3 separate regions of the Mus musculus genome follow, and regions 1 and 3 are each linked to region 2. The links are chromatin contacts, called in public ChIA-PET maps. All regions are on one chromosome and are shown on one strand. Each heading gives the region's core, a stretch centred on a gene start, on an enhancer-like site or on the middle of the called end of the contact. The rest is flanking DNA. Distances are from core to core; before and after follow the strand shown.

The links. ChIA-PET counts read pairs in DNA pulled down with a chosen protein or histone mark.
Region 1: an RNA polymerase II ChIA-PET map of memory CD8 T cells shows a contact between it and region 2, with 37 read pairs. The contact joins the enhancer-like site here to the promoter of Ccndbp1 in region 2. A contact is called at or near these places in 10 of 39 promoter capture datasets (the 3T3-L1 cell line, the C10 cell line, the HPC-7 cell line and 5 more), 6 of 484 Hi-C or Micro-C datasets (B cells, the HL-1 cell line, cortical neurons and 2 more), 3 of 115 datasets of contacts at active chromatin or transcription factors (effector CD8 T cells, embryonic stem cells and memory CD8 T cells) and 3 of 9 other capture datasets (adipose tissue, liver and pancreatic islet).
Region 3: an RNA polymerase II ChIA-PET map of memory CD8 T cells shows a contact between it and region 2, with 31 read pairs. The contact joins the enhancer-like site here to the promoter of Ccndbp1 in region 2. A contact is called at or near these places in 4 of 484 Hi-C or Micro-C datasets (cumulus cells, embryonic stem cells, frontal cortex and 1 more), 2 of 115 datasets of contacts at active chromatin or transcription factors (embryonic stem cells and memory CD8 T cells) and 3 of 9 other capture datasets (adipose tissue, liver and pancreatic islet).

What each region holds. Positions count from the first base shown.
Region 1 is chr2:120,884,828-120,889,478 of GRCm38.p6, forward strand. The region is part of intron 37 of Ubr1 (ubiquitin protein ligase E3 component n-recognin 1); the gene reads right to left. Among named protein-coding and RNA genes, the nearest start is that of AV039307, 36 kb to the left of the region's middle. Within about 2 kb of position 2,969, at least 15 of the 459 cell types and tissues checked have an H3K27ac peak or open chromatin away from gene starts, as enhancers often do. A contact at or near this core is called in the HPC-7 cell line, effector CD8 T cells and memory CD8 T cells, where this site is marked.
Region 2 is chr2:121,006,261-121,010,556 of GRCm38.p6, forward strand. Ccndbp1 (cyclin D-type binding-protein 1) reads left to right here and starts at 2,148. Exons shown (of 11, transcript NM_010761.2): 1 at 2,148-2,349; 2 at 2,458-2,517; 3 at 2,783-2,862; 4 at 3,567-3,648. The coding sequence starts at 2,250. It overlaps Tmem62 (transmembrane protein 62), which reads left to right. Exons shown (of 14, transcript NM_175285.3): 14 at 559-1,583. The coding sequence ends at 885.
Region 3 is chr2:120,936,407-120,940,782 of GRCm38.p6, forward strand. The region is part of intron 12 of Ubr1 (ubiquitin protein ligase E3 component n-recognin 1); the gene reads right to left. Among named protein-coding and RNA genes, the nearest start is that of Ubr1, 32 kb to the right of the region's middle. Within about 2 kb of position 2,720, at least 6 of the 459 cell types and tissues checked have an H3K27ac peak or open chromatin away from gene starts, as enhancers often do. A contact at or near this core is called in memory CD8 T cells, where this site is marked.

The DNA.
Region 1 (4,651 bases), core at 1,719-4,218, 120 kb before region 2:
CAACAAATATCCACCATAAATGTTGGAAATGGCATGTTGATATTGCTTGATAACAGGATGTTTGCAGTACCATGTGCTCTGGGGGCATTTGGAGGTAAACATCTCTTGTAAAACTCAGTATTACAAGACTAAAGTATCCCTTATTCATCCTCCATACCATGTTTTCTGTACTCTTTATTAGGAAAAAGACACAGAGTAAAAGAGACAGATATTAGGTAGGCATAGACAGACAAGTCAGAAAACATAAGCTACAGGCAAATTGAAGACACAGGGAGAGAAGTGGAGAATTCTACTTGGGCTCAATTTTGGTTAAATTAATCCCAGGGGAAGTGCTGAATTTCCTTTCTTTGTGTGACAGTGGCACATTTTAGTGCCTCTGGGGATACCATTAAGTGGGTTTAATTGACAAATACTACAAAGTATTATCTCTTAAATTTGATCAGTCTCTAATGAAAACTAGGGAGGAAAATGTCTGGCAAGGAACTGAGATCAAGGAGTTAAGGCATTGCTATGCAGCCCAGGCTGGTCTGGGAACTAAAAATGTTCCTATTCAACCTCATAAGTGCTAGAACTACAGGTATGAGCCATCATGCCTGACTAAAAACAGTTTTGTATATAAAAACAAGAAAACAAATTGCATGGTTTTACTTTTATCTGTGTGTATAGGTGTGTGCAGAGGAGATATGGAAGCCAGAGGCCAACCTTGGATGTCCTAAGGTGCTGTCCACCCTGTTTTTCTGAACTAGGATGTCTCATCTGGTCCTATGGCTCACCAATTAGGCTAGGTTTGCGGGCCAGCCAGCACCTTGAATCTGCTTGTCTCTGTCTTATTGGTGCTGGTATGAAATTTCCATACCACAATGCCTAATTTTTATGTAGGTGTTGGAGAACAAAATCAGGTCCTCATATTTGCTTGGTAAGTATTCTACTAACTGAGCCACTACAACTATTGTTTTAAATTTTTAAAATTTATTTCAGTGTGCATGTGTGTACGTACAAGTGTATGCACATGCTTGTAGGTATATTCATCTGTGTGTAAAGGCAGAGGCCAGAAAAGGATGTATGATCTCTTCTTCTATCAATCTCTGCCTATTCCTTTGAGACAGTTTCCATCTCAACCGAGGGCTAACATTTTCTTGGCTCACCTGGACCAGCAAACCCCAGTGATTTTCTTGTCTCCACTCCTATCCCATCCTCACCCCCAAAGCTGGAGATACAGATATCCGAGGCATGCTTGGCTTGTTACTTGGGTACTGGTATGTAAGCTCCACTCTTCATGATAGCAGAGCAGTCTTAACCATTGGGCCATCTCTCCAGCCTCAACAAAAACTAAGGATAAAAAGTTTCTCCTCTGACTAATTTCTTATATTTTTGGTTGTGGGCCTAGCCTTTAATGGCTGAGCCATCTCTCCAGCCCTCATACTAATTTCTTAACCTCAACTTCAATATTCTAAGTAAGTAGCATAAATATTATGATTTTTGGATACAAGACTGAAATAGGTTCTCATATTGGCTATTTGTTACAGGGAAGCAGTTTAACTTTTCTAAGTCTACAGTATTTACAGATTGCTGAGGAATTTATTAACAGACTTTTGAAGGATTTATATTAGGTGTGGCATATAATAACCATGAAGTGTTCTTTTTATGCTCTATCTTAAACTAAAATGATCACAGGCTTTTGTGACTAACAGGCTGAGTGTCTGTGGTGGTTTGAATGTACTTGGCCCATGGGAAGTGGCACTGTTAGAAGGTGTGGCCTTGTGGGAGGAAGTAAACCTTTATCGGGGTGGGCTTTGAGGTTCTGTGCTCAAGGTGCCAAAGAGAGCCTCCTCCTGACTGTCTGCAGAGGTCAGTTTCCTTCTGGCTGCTTTTGGATCAAGATGTACAACTCTCAGCTCCTTCTCCAGCACCATGTCTGCCTGCATGCTGCTGTGCTTCCTGCCATGATAACTGACTGAACCTCTGAAACTGTAAGGCAGCCCCAGTTAAATGTTTGCCTTTATAAGAGTTGCCTTGGTCATGGCTTCTCTTCACAGCAATGAAACCCCGACTAAGCCAGTGTCCTTGACAAGTCATTTGCAATCTCTAGGTCTCATTTCTTTGTGTTAAAATTTTTCACTGGGTAGTGGTGGTGCATGTCTCTAATCCCAGGACTCAGAAGGCAGAGGTAGGGGGACCTCTGTGACTTTGAGGCCAGCCTGGTCTACAGAGTGAATTACAGGACAGCCAGGACAGAAAAACCCTGTCTCAAAAAATTTTTTTTTAATCTTTTTTTCGGGGCTGGTGAGATGGCTCAGTGGGTAAGAGCACTTGACTGCTCTTCCGAAGGTCCGGAGTTCAAATCCCAGCAACCACATGGTGGCTCACAAACATCTGTAACGAGATCTGACTCCCTCTTCTGGAGTGTCTGAAGACAGCTACAGTGTACTTACATATAATAAATAAATCTAAAAAAATTAAATGAATAAAATAAAATTAATAAAAAAAATTTTTTCAGCAACACTTAAAAAAATAAGAAAAAAAAGATTTATTTATTGATTGATTGATTGATTTAATGTGTATGAGTACACCATTGGTCTCTTCAGACACACCAGACCCCATTACAGATGGTTGTGAGCTACTATGAGGTTGCTGGGAATTGAACTCAGGACCTTTGGAAGAGCAGTCAGTTCTCTTAACCCCTGAGCCATCTCTCCAGCCCTCAGCAACACTTCTGATAATGCAGTCAGTAGCATTATCTATATACCTATCTTATTTTCTTTCTGGGATTACAAACTGCTTTACGGTCAGGACATTTAAATAATGTCCTAATCCCAGTCCTGAGATTTGTTCCTTTCAGTGACTGGAATACTCTCTCTCATCATCAAATTTTTCTTACAAGCAGTTCTAAAACTTTACCCCAAAGTTACTATAAATATTTACTTTAAAATTTCTTTGAAGAGTGGAGTGTGGTTAGCACAATCTTAGTCCTTGGCAACCCGTGACAGGAAGATGACAGGAAGTTTGAGTTCCAGGCCAACCAGAGCTACAAACTGAGATCCTGTCTCAAAAATAAAATTAAACTCCATTAGAGCGACAAGTTAACTGTAGCGTGCTTATTCTTCATTTTATCGATTGCTCATTGCCCTCTTTCCCCTTCTGAAGTGTTGGTGATCAAACCTATCCTTATGTATGCTGGCGCAGTGAGTTACATCACCAGTTCTTGCACCTTACTAGTTCACAATCATGGGTATTATGCCTACTCCTCACTATAAGTGAGGATGATAATTTTCTCAAAGACAGTGATCATTCATTCAATCATTCATTCATTTATGTGTATGTACACATCTGTGTGTTGCAAATAATTTCTGTGATTGTATGACATTTGGACTTCTGGGACCTTCAGAGGGTATATAAATGCTAGGGGCCCAGTAGATGGAGTCAGTGGTCAATGGTTGTTGATCCATTCAGGGGGATTGGTTGCAATTTGTTACTAGTCATGCTCAAAGAAGAAACAAAGGAAAGGAATTAGATTCAAGAATATCTTTCTCTCACCTACCCCCATCCTTTTTTCTCTCCTATCTAGTGATGGGGGTGAAGCAGGGGGATAAAGGATAGGAGGAAAAAAAAAGAACGTGCAAAGTAGCAAAAACTGCTACAATCAATAATTCAGCCAGCCAGAACATTAATGAAAAAAATTATTTAAAAATATGATTTCCTTAAAAAATTTCATTAAAAGTCCCTCTCAAAATAACCTTAAGTAGAAAAAGTCTCCATTAGTCAATTAAAGGGCACAAGTAAACTGACTAGTTTATAATATAGCCCTGGCTATCCTGGAACTTACTTTGTAGACCAGGCTGGCCTCGAACTCAGAAATCTGCCTGCCTTTGCCTCCCAAGTTCTGGGATTAAAGGCGTGTGCCACCACGCCTGGCGATTTATCAACTCTTATATCAAATAAAGAAGACTCAAAACCACAAACAGACAGAAGAGACAAACAGGGCTACTGCATATTAATAAAATTATCAAGAAGATGTAACAAGTATAAATTGAAGTTTGTTTGTTTTATTTATTTTGGTGCATCAAGACAGGGTATCTCTGTTTAACAATCCTGGCTGATTTAGAAATTTCTTTGTAGACCAGGTTGGCCTCAAACTCACAGAGATCTGTCTGCCTCTGCCTCCTGAGTGCTGCCCAGCTCCAAAAGTATATAAAAATATATATATTTATATATATATTCACGCATACTTTTGGAGACAGAGTCTCTCTGTGTAGCATTGACTGTCCTGGTTCTCACTTTGCAAACCAGGCTGGCCTTGAACTCATCAAGATCTGCCTGTTTACGCTTCCCAGGTGCTGGGATTAAAGGTTTGTGCTATCACAGACTCAGACAAAAGTATACATTTTAAAATAACATTGCAATCCTTAAAGGGTAGCTGTGCATCAGCTTCTTTGGCAAGTCTGCTGTAGGGAATTGGTCTTCTTGAGTGAGTGTTTATAATCAGTACAGTATGTCATCTCCTAGATGAAATATACTGTCATAAAAGCAGACAGGTGAGCCAGGCGTGGTGGCGCACGCCTTTAATCCCAGCACTCGGGAGGCAGAGGCAGGCGGATTTCTGAGTTTGAGGCCAGCCTGTTCTACAAAGTGAGTTTCAGGACAGCCAGGGCTA
Region 2 (4,296 bases), core at 898-3,397:
TCTGTTGTGTGCCTATGGAGATTACTCAGTTCATTTCCAATGTAAACACTGTATATATCTGTATTACAGTATAACTGTATTGCAGTAGGGACTTCAACATAAATCATGCCTACCTTTAAGGTAAACAAAAGGACAGGCAAATACACAGTTAACTATAGGTCAACTGTTCTCTAACAAAGAGTATGATCAATGCATTAAAAATCAGGCATATGCTGGGTATGGTGGTGCAAACCTTTGATCCTAGCACTCAGGAGGCAGACATGTGGATCTCTGAGTTCGAAACCAGCCTGGTCTACAGAGCTAGTTCCAGGACAGTCAAACAGAAACTTTGTCTCAAAAAAAAAAAAAATCAGACATATAAGAGTTGGAACATAGCTCGGGAGTAGAGTGTTTGCCCACTGTATGCAAATTCCTGAGTTCTATCCTCATCTTCCACCCTCAAGAAAAAACCGACATCTAAACTAAAGACATATTAGTAGAAGTTACTAACACTGAGACGCAACCCTTCCCAGGGCAGGGCATGGTGGTAAGTTAATGGCTCTGTCTCCTTTTTCCTAGCTGGTGTTCTTTAACATCCCCTTGATGGCTTACGTATGCTGGAGTTTGCTACATCGCTGCTTTGGTCACAGCTTCAGGTCTCATCTCCACCAGGGAAAATACTGGAAGATTATACCTGTTTACCTACTTATACTTCTACTGTACATATGGCAGGTTTATTCTTGCTACTTTCTTCATGTGACATATGGCTCCCTAGCCTTTACATTCTCTCCATTGAGGACCTGGTTGACATTGCTGACACCTGTGCTCATTTACCGTGTGTGGACATTGAACTCCACTGAACTTGGAATATTCATGGTGCAGTTAAAAAGTCATCTGAGCTCCTGAAGTCCATGGCTTACAGCTAGCAGCCTGGAAGAAGTCCAGCCTCCACATTTGTGGCTCAGATCTCTGCCCTGTGGCAGATGGGAAAGCCAGTATCAGTGGGTGAGCTTCAGGAAGCAGTCACTCCTTGGACATCTGAATGTTGGAAATGTTTACTACTGATTCTTGCTGTGTGGACTGCAGAAAAGTCTAACAATTGATTCTTCCTCAGGAGGCAAAGAGCCCTAATCAAGAAGATTGCCACAGTGGGGTCTCTGTGTCACTGTGTCCCTTGGTACTACTGTGTTTATTAGGGTCATCCTGTGAAAAGCATCCAGCCCGAACTTGGAGTTCAGGATGTCATTTTCTGCCTAGGGAGCCTGTGGAAACTTGTCCTGGACCTTTACTGCTCCTGAGACTTGACTTCCCAGCCTGTTTCCCCACCGATCATGGGCTTTCTGCTTCCTTAGCCAAGGTTGTTTTCAACTAATCAAATAAATGAATGAATGGTAGCCATAAACAATGGGTTGGAGAGATCAGTGGTTAAGAGCATGTACTTTACCTCCAGAAGACCCGAGTTCAATCCCTAGCAACCATGTCAGATGCTCACAACTGCCTGTAACTCTAGCTCCAGGCCAGAGCCACTGTGGGCACCTACATTCATATGTGCACAGACTTACATGTGATTAAAAAATAATAAAAGATAAGTATTAACAAAGAAATATCACAAACGGATCTGCAATGTTGATAAACATATGGGAGCCAGAAAGTGGGCCTGGTTTGGGGGCTTGGAGAAAGAGTCACCAGGGAGCTGGAGTCAGCAGTTAAGAGTGCTGGCTGCTCTTCCAAAGGTCACAGGTTCGATTCCCTTCACTCACACAGTGTAACTCCGGGTCCTGGGGATCTGATTCCCTCTCTGGCCTCTGCAGGCACTGCCACGGACATATTTACAGGGGAAAAGCTCAGTTACATAGAAGAGTGGCCAGGTCTCTAGTAGGTCAAAAGATGCCTGGCTGGGTCTTTTGAGTGGCCTAGTGTCATGGAGGGAGGGGTAGTGGGGTGTAGCCAGGGACTGGAAAAAGTCTCTAGATCTGCGGGGAGGGCAGGTGAAGGAGGCGTGGCTGGGTCTCCAGGCCGGGCCAGCGGGGAGTGGGCAGGTTTCCAGTGGGGAGGCGTGGTCTTGTTCCTGAGTGGGCGGGTCTCTGGGGGTGGGGGGAGGCGTGGACGGATGGCCGGGCTGTCTGGGAAGGCGGGGTCGCTACACTGAGAAGGAAGGGGCGGGACGCGCTGTGTGTTGCCGGAAACGAGATGAGTTTTTCAGCACCGGAAGTACTGCGGCGGGGCCAAATGGCTTAAGCGTCTTAGCTGGTTCCCAGAGAGAGCCTGCGATGGCGAGCTCGACAGCCGCAGTCCCCTTCCTTGCTCCGCCTCTGGAGCAGCTCCGGCACTTAGCAGAGGAGCTACGGTCACTTCTGCCTCGAGTACGGGGTGAGTTATGGGAATCTGCATCCCGGGCTCCGGGTAGGGATGTAGGGCATCAGGTCAGGGCTCCTCTCACCTGTCTTTTGCTTTCGGGGTGATCCGGCCTTCCTCAAGTCGGCGAAGCCCAGGAGACAGCGGAGGAATTTAATCGAGAAATGTTTTGGAGAAGACTCAGTGAGTGTCTGCCGTTGCGGGCTCTTCCCTCATCTCCCTGCATCCTAACCTTCCCTCTGCTGTCCCCTGAGATGACAATGTCTCTGGTCCTCATCCCTTCTCCCACCCATTCTCCGCACTTGAAGCAGAAATATAAAACGATTTCTGGAGTTGTTTTGGAGATGTTGATTAGGGTGGAAAAGGGACGCGTTATCTAAAAAGTCCAAGTAGTAACTTTAACCTTTTAACACTAACTTTGGCCCCCTGCCGCCTCTGACACCCCCAGATGAGGCAGCAGTGAAAGTGAACGGGGAAGCCACTGTTCTGACAACGCACTTCTCTAAACTTCCATGGCCATCTCCACAGGTGAGCTTTGCTTCCGGAGGGTTATTTTCTCCTTAAGAATCCTCCCGTTTTCTTACCCTTCACATTCAAGCCACACTTATTTCCCCCACTTAGCAAGCGAGGTTACAGTTCTTACCACATGGGATTGTTGTAAATAGCCAGGTGCATAGGGTTAGAAAGGTCTTCTAAATTTAGGCTGAAACTCAGCCAGGTTAGTTCCTCTTAACTTTCAACTTTCCTTGTTGATTTATAGCTGTTTCACATACATATTCCCCATCTGACCAATGAGTAAGCAGGTTTAGAGGCTCAGGTCAATAAATAGCAGAGGAGGAGTTAAATGTCTTTGCAGTATCTAAGCAGCACCTGTTATATAAAACCCTTTAGTGTTAAGATGTTGCTGTTGCTGCTGGTGGTACACACCTTTAATCCCGGCACTTTAAGGAGGCAGGGGCTGGCTGCTCTCTTGAGTTCAAGACCAGCCTGGTCTACAGAGCAAGTTCCAGGACAGCCAAGGCTGTCCTTCTTTTTGTAATGCTTTTTATAATTGTCAGGTGTCTACCTAATTTCTTTCTATTGTGTGGTGAGTACATTATAAGACCTGACTCATGACGAGTTTTCATAAAAGATTTAACCATGCTCTATAGATGTTTGGTCTCTTCCTTAGTAAATGAGTTGACAGCATTGATGTTAAACATTCTTTCTGAATTTGGTCCATCACCTCATAGGAAACCCAGAGGATCTGTGAGCAAGTCCGTATTGCCATCGAGGAAATAATTATAGTGTATTATTCACTTCCTAAGGACCAGGGTAAGTGACCGTACACGGTAGTGTTGTATTCATGGGCTAGGGCTTTGCTAAGGTAGTAGACTATATCCTGACATGTAAACATTATATGTTTATCTTCAGGGTAATATTATATATTTATACGTAAGTATATTATCCATGTTTGTTTCTCTTCATTTTGAGCATGTGACTTTCCTGTGAAATAAAATCGAAGATAATTTTATATGTGAGTGAGTTTTGTGACACTCCCTTATGTGAAGGTACAGATGCTATGTAACTGTGACTTTCCATCGTGTGTGTGTGTGTGTGTGTGTGTGTGTGTGTGCAGGTACACACATGGGCTCTCTCCTTCTACCGTGGGTTCCTGGGATTCAACTCAGATCATCAGGCGTGTGCAGCAAGTGCTTTTACCTGCTGAGCCATCTCAACTGGCTGTTACATTTTTTTTTTTTTATTTTATGGGTATGGGTGCTTTGTCTGCATGTGTGTCTGTGTACCACATGTATGTGGTCCCTGCTGAGGTCAGAAGAGGGTGTTGGGTCCCCTGGAACTGAAGTTACAGTGTGTGTGCTGCTGTGTGGGTTGTGGAACTTGGCCCTGGGTCCTCTGGAAGACACTAAGTTCTCTTCAGTGCTGAGCCATGTCTTCAGCCCCTCAACTGACCCTTTATAA
Region 3 (4,376 bases), core at 1,470-3,969, 69 kb before region 2:
GGACCTTGTCTTGATGATTGATGATGATGATGATCGTGTAAGATAGCTCAGCAGGTAAAGGCGCTTGCCAATAAGCCAGATGACCTGAGTTCAATGTTGAATACCAACATGGTTTAAGAACTAATGACTCCTACAAGTTGTCCTCTACTTTCACATACCGCATATGCTGTGTGATATTCTCTGTCTCATGTGCGCACGCTCTCTCTCTCTCTCTCTCCCTTCTCTGTGTGTGTGTGTGTGTCACACACACACACACACACACACTCACATACCAAAATAACAAAAACAAAAAAAACAAATAAATGTAATAAAAATACAATCAGCAGGACTTTATCAAATAGTTGAAATGTGCTAGTTATTATTTCTTAGAGACAAAACAAAAACCAAAAAAACCAAACCAACATTCATTAAAGGTTAAAAACAAAAGTCACGCAAGTCATGAGAACTATCACTTAAAATGTAGTCCAGAAAACAGCACCACCTTTGTAGAAACAGCTCTTGCACTCTAGTCGGGCAAACTGAGTAAGAATCTTCAATTCAACAACTCTTTGGATAATTTCAAATGTTCTGACTGACACAGGTTACATTTACATTTCTAGTTCATTCCCGAGTGCTGAGCTAACAATTAAGGATGCAAGGGGCAAGAGAAGGAAATGGAAAAGAAAAGGGTCTACAGCAAGACGGACAGGTAGCAAAAATAACAGCGAAAGGAAAGGATGGGGTGACTTGTTTTGATCTGCTACACTTTCCAGAAATGGGACACAGAAACCAGTTAAAATAATAAAAGGAACATTCCTTAATAGAAGCAAAGTTTAAATAAAAAATTTCGACTTTCTATTTCTTTTTGTTGTTGTTGTTGTTTTGTTTTTGTTTTTCGAGACAGGGTTTCTCTGTATAGCCTTGGCTGTCCTGGAACTCACTCTGTAGACCAGGCTGGCCTCGAACTCAGAAATTTGCTTGCCTCTGCCTCCCAAGTGCTGGGATTGAAGGCATGTGCCACCACGCCTGGCGACTTTCTATTTCTATATAAGTTAGAAATTAGGAAGCCACATACCCCATCAGATACCTTCCAGACTTGAGTGACAAAATCAAACTGGGGTTTGTCCTTTAGAACAAAACAGGTGTTAGTCCCTCCCTGTGAGACCTTACTGGGTGCATTGCGGTTGGGGGACTATGCTCACTTCATGACATACAAATGATTCTCCGGGTTCAGCAGAAAGGAACATTAATTCAGAAAAGACTTTGCAGCTATGATTGCTGTCTGCTTCTTCATGTCAAATAACAATTGAATTGTTTTTTTCTAAATGGACAAGGGGAGCTAGAGCCAAATAAGGAAAGCCACAAAAGGGACAAGATTTCAAGAAGTTTGCTAGTGCTCAGAAAAGGCTACTCAGAACTGGGATTCACTCTTAGAGAGCTAAACTTCCCTTAGGCAATGTCAACAGAGCACCACACACACACACACACACACACACACACACACACACACACACACACACACACCCCAAGGGGTTTGCTTTATATTTAGGTGTAGTCAGGTAAGTACAGTAAGTGGCTAGACTGCAGAGACCTAAAAGAACTTATAGATACGTCAGTATTTGTAGCAATTACTGATTTAAAAGCAGCTTTTGTGAAAAACTGAATTAACACATATATAGAAAATAAGGCATAACTGCAGAATGTATATTAAGAAGCAGAAAACAGGGCTTCGTGACTATTTCTTAAACTCCATTTCTGAGTACTGTTTTGGTTTCAGAACAGGTTTCATTGTTGTTTTCTATGCCCTCTGTGGGGATACATGATGTCCTAAAAGGACTACGAGCAGTACAGATAAATAACAGACAGGCTGAAACTCCAGGTCCACCACGCAGGAGCTCTGTAACCTACAAGTCACGATTACCTACTTTATAAGAATGCTGCAATATTCAAATAAAGTTAATATAAGCCAAGTTCTTTACCACATGAGAACTACTAACACATTTCACAGCGCCCGTTTGAGAGTGACCCGTGTTTTTGAGCAGGTTATTTAAGCTGTGTTAGTTTTGTCTAAAATAACTCAGTTATGAGACTATTGCAGTGACTACATTTTACCCTGTGAGGTAGACCATGGCTCATCAATGAATCAACACGGACATTTCAAATACAACCACTAGGAAGTTCTATTCTGAACAATGTGACTTACATACAGTTTGACAAAGGAACAGATCCGAATGGCCATGCTAATCACTACTGGGCTTACCCACCTTCAGTATTTATATTAGAGGTGTGATTTCCTAAATTTAACAATTTAGTAAACTCTAAAGAAAAAAACTTGTAGACACAATGACATTTTGAAATAAAAGATTTTGAGATAATCTTGAAAATCAAGAATTGGTAATATCAAGAATCTACTGTAGTTTCCAGAAATCTGTTCATTTATTTTTTCCAGGGCTGAGAATCAAACCCAGGGCTTTGGGTATTTTAGGCAAACACTCAACTACTGAATCTACTTAACTACTAAACTCCTCACCCCACTTTTTAAACAGACTAAATTATTTTTAAGTTGGACTAGAAGCCCATTTCTTTACGGTTGCGGGATATTTGATCATATTGTGAACTCTAAGACTGTTTACAAGAAAAACCTGTTTTCAGTTGTGGTGTGGCTCAACCTTAGCTCACACCTTTAATCCAAGAGCTTCCTCTTTGAATGTTGTACACAGGACTAAAAAGTCAACCATAGGTCAAGAGGTGGAGCAAACAACCAGATGACAGGAAGTGAACATAGGATTAATAAGAAAAACCATAGAAAGTAAGGGGAGGTCAAAAGGACCGATAGAGAGATGCACAGGAAATAGAAGGGAGGGTAGTTCAGCTTGAAGGAACTTTTTAGAGAGGGCCTGAGAGGAGATATTAGTTCTGGTATCAGCTGAGGAGGAAGGTGAGCTGGCTGCTTTCTCTGCCTTTCTGAGCTAGCAGGCTTTTACCCCAGATTTTGACTCCTGAGTTTTCATTGGTAAAATGGAGAGATTGAGAATGTTTTTAAAAAGCCAACCAACAACGTTTACCTTCCTTATTATGCACAGGCATTAGAAGTAGGTAAAACTTGTTTCCAGTCATATGTGACTGGGAGCATTAAAAAAATTGTGTGTGTGTGGCTGTGGAGGCCATGGAGCTGGAGTTCCGATTGCATGATGTGTGGGTGCTGGAAACCAAGCTTGGGTTCCTTGCAAGAGAAACAAATGCCCTTAATTGCTGAGCCATTTCTCCAGCCCCATCTTAGGGCTTTTTTAAAAACAGCAAACTAAGTACATATTTTATTCTAATATATGCTAAAAGAAGTTCTTTGATGTCCATGATTTATTAAATAGTTGATCTATCAGAATTTTTATAACATTCACCATTTCTAAAGTAAATGAAAATTTATTTTAATGATCAGAACAGTTCTATTATGTGATTCTAATTTTAGTTTAAGATTTTTTAAAATTATTTTTCAATGTGTATTGGGTGAGTGTGCATGTGTTTGCACACATGTCTGCAACTGCCTGTAAAGACCAGAGAGACAGTGAGATCCCTGGAGCTGGAGTTAAAGATGGTTTTGAGTCACCTGATGTGGGTAGTAGGAACTGAACCCAGATCTTCTGCAAGATTAGTATGTGCCCGTAAACACTGAATGATCTCTCTATCCTGCAAATTTTAGTTTGTTTGTTTTATTGAATGTATGACTGCTCTGTCTGCATGCCAGAAGAGGGCATCACATCCTTTTATAGATGGTCATAAGCTACCATACCATTGCTGGGAATTCAACTCAGGACCTCTGAAAGAGCAGTCAATGTTCTTGACCACTAAACCATCCCAGCAGCCCCAAATTTTAGTTTAAAACAAAATTCTCAGTCATCTTCAGGGAGAAAAATTTAATTAAGGGAACTCTGATGAGTATCAAAAGGCTGGTATATAGGTGAAAAGGAAAGTAAAAAGAAAAATAAACAGATTATTAGACACTAAGAGTATATGAGGGGGACAAAGTCATGAAGTGTGTAAGTGAAGGGCAAGTGCAAAGCGTGGAAGTTACAGTGTGGAGCTGCACGGTGACCCACATGCAGTGACGGGCCTGTCCTCAGTCCTCAGCGCCATCTTTATGCCATTGGGTTATACTCAGTAAGACTTTGCTGAAGACATTTACAGAAGTCTTGTGTTACTCATGGGAGACTGACTCCATTCCCTAGATACTTAAAACAATAAAGTATTTGCAAGTAACCCATATACATCACAGGCAATTTAATACCTATACAAAGCAAATGTTCTATAGACAGCTGTTAGACTACAGTGTTTTGAAATAAATCAAGGAAAAAAACTGCACAAGTTCAGTACAGAACCGATCATCTTTTATTACTTCTGAG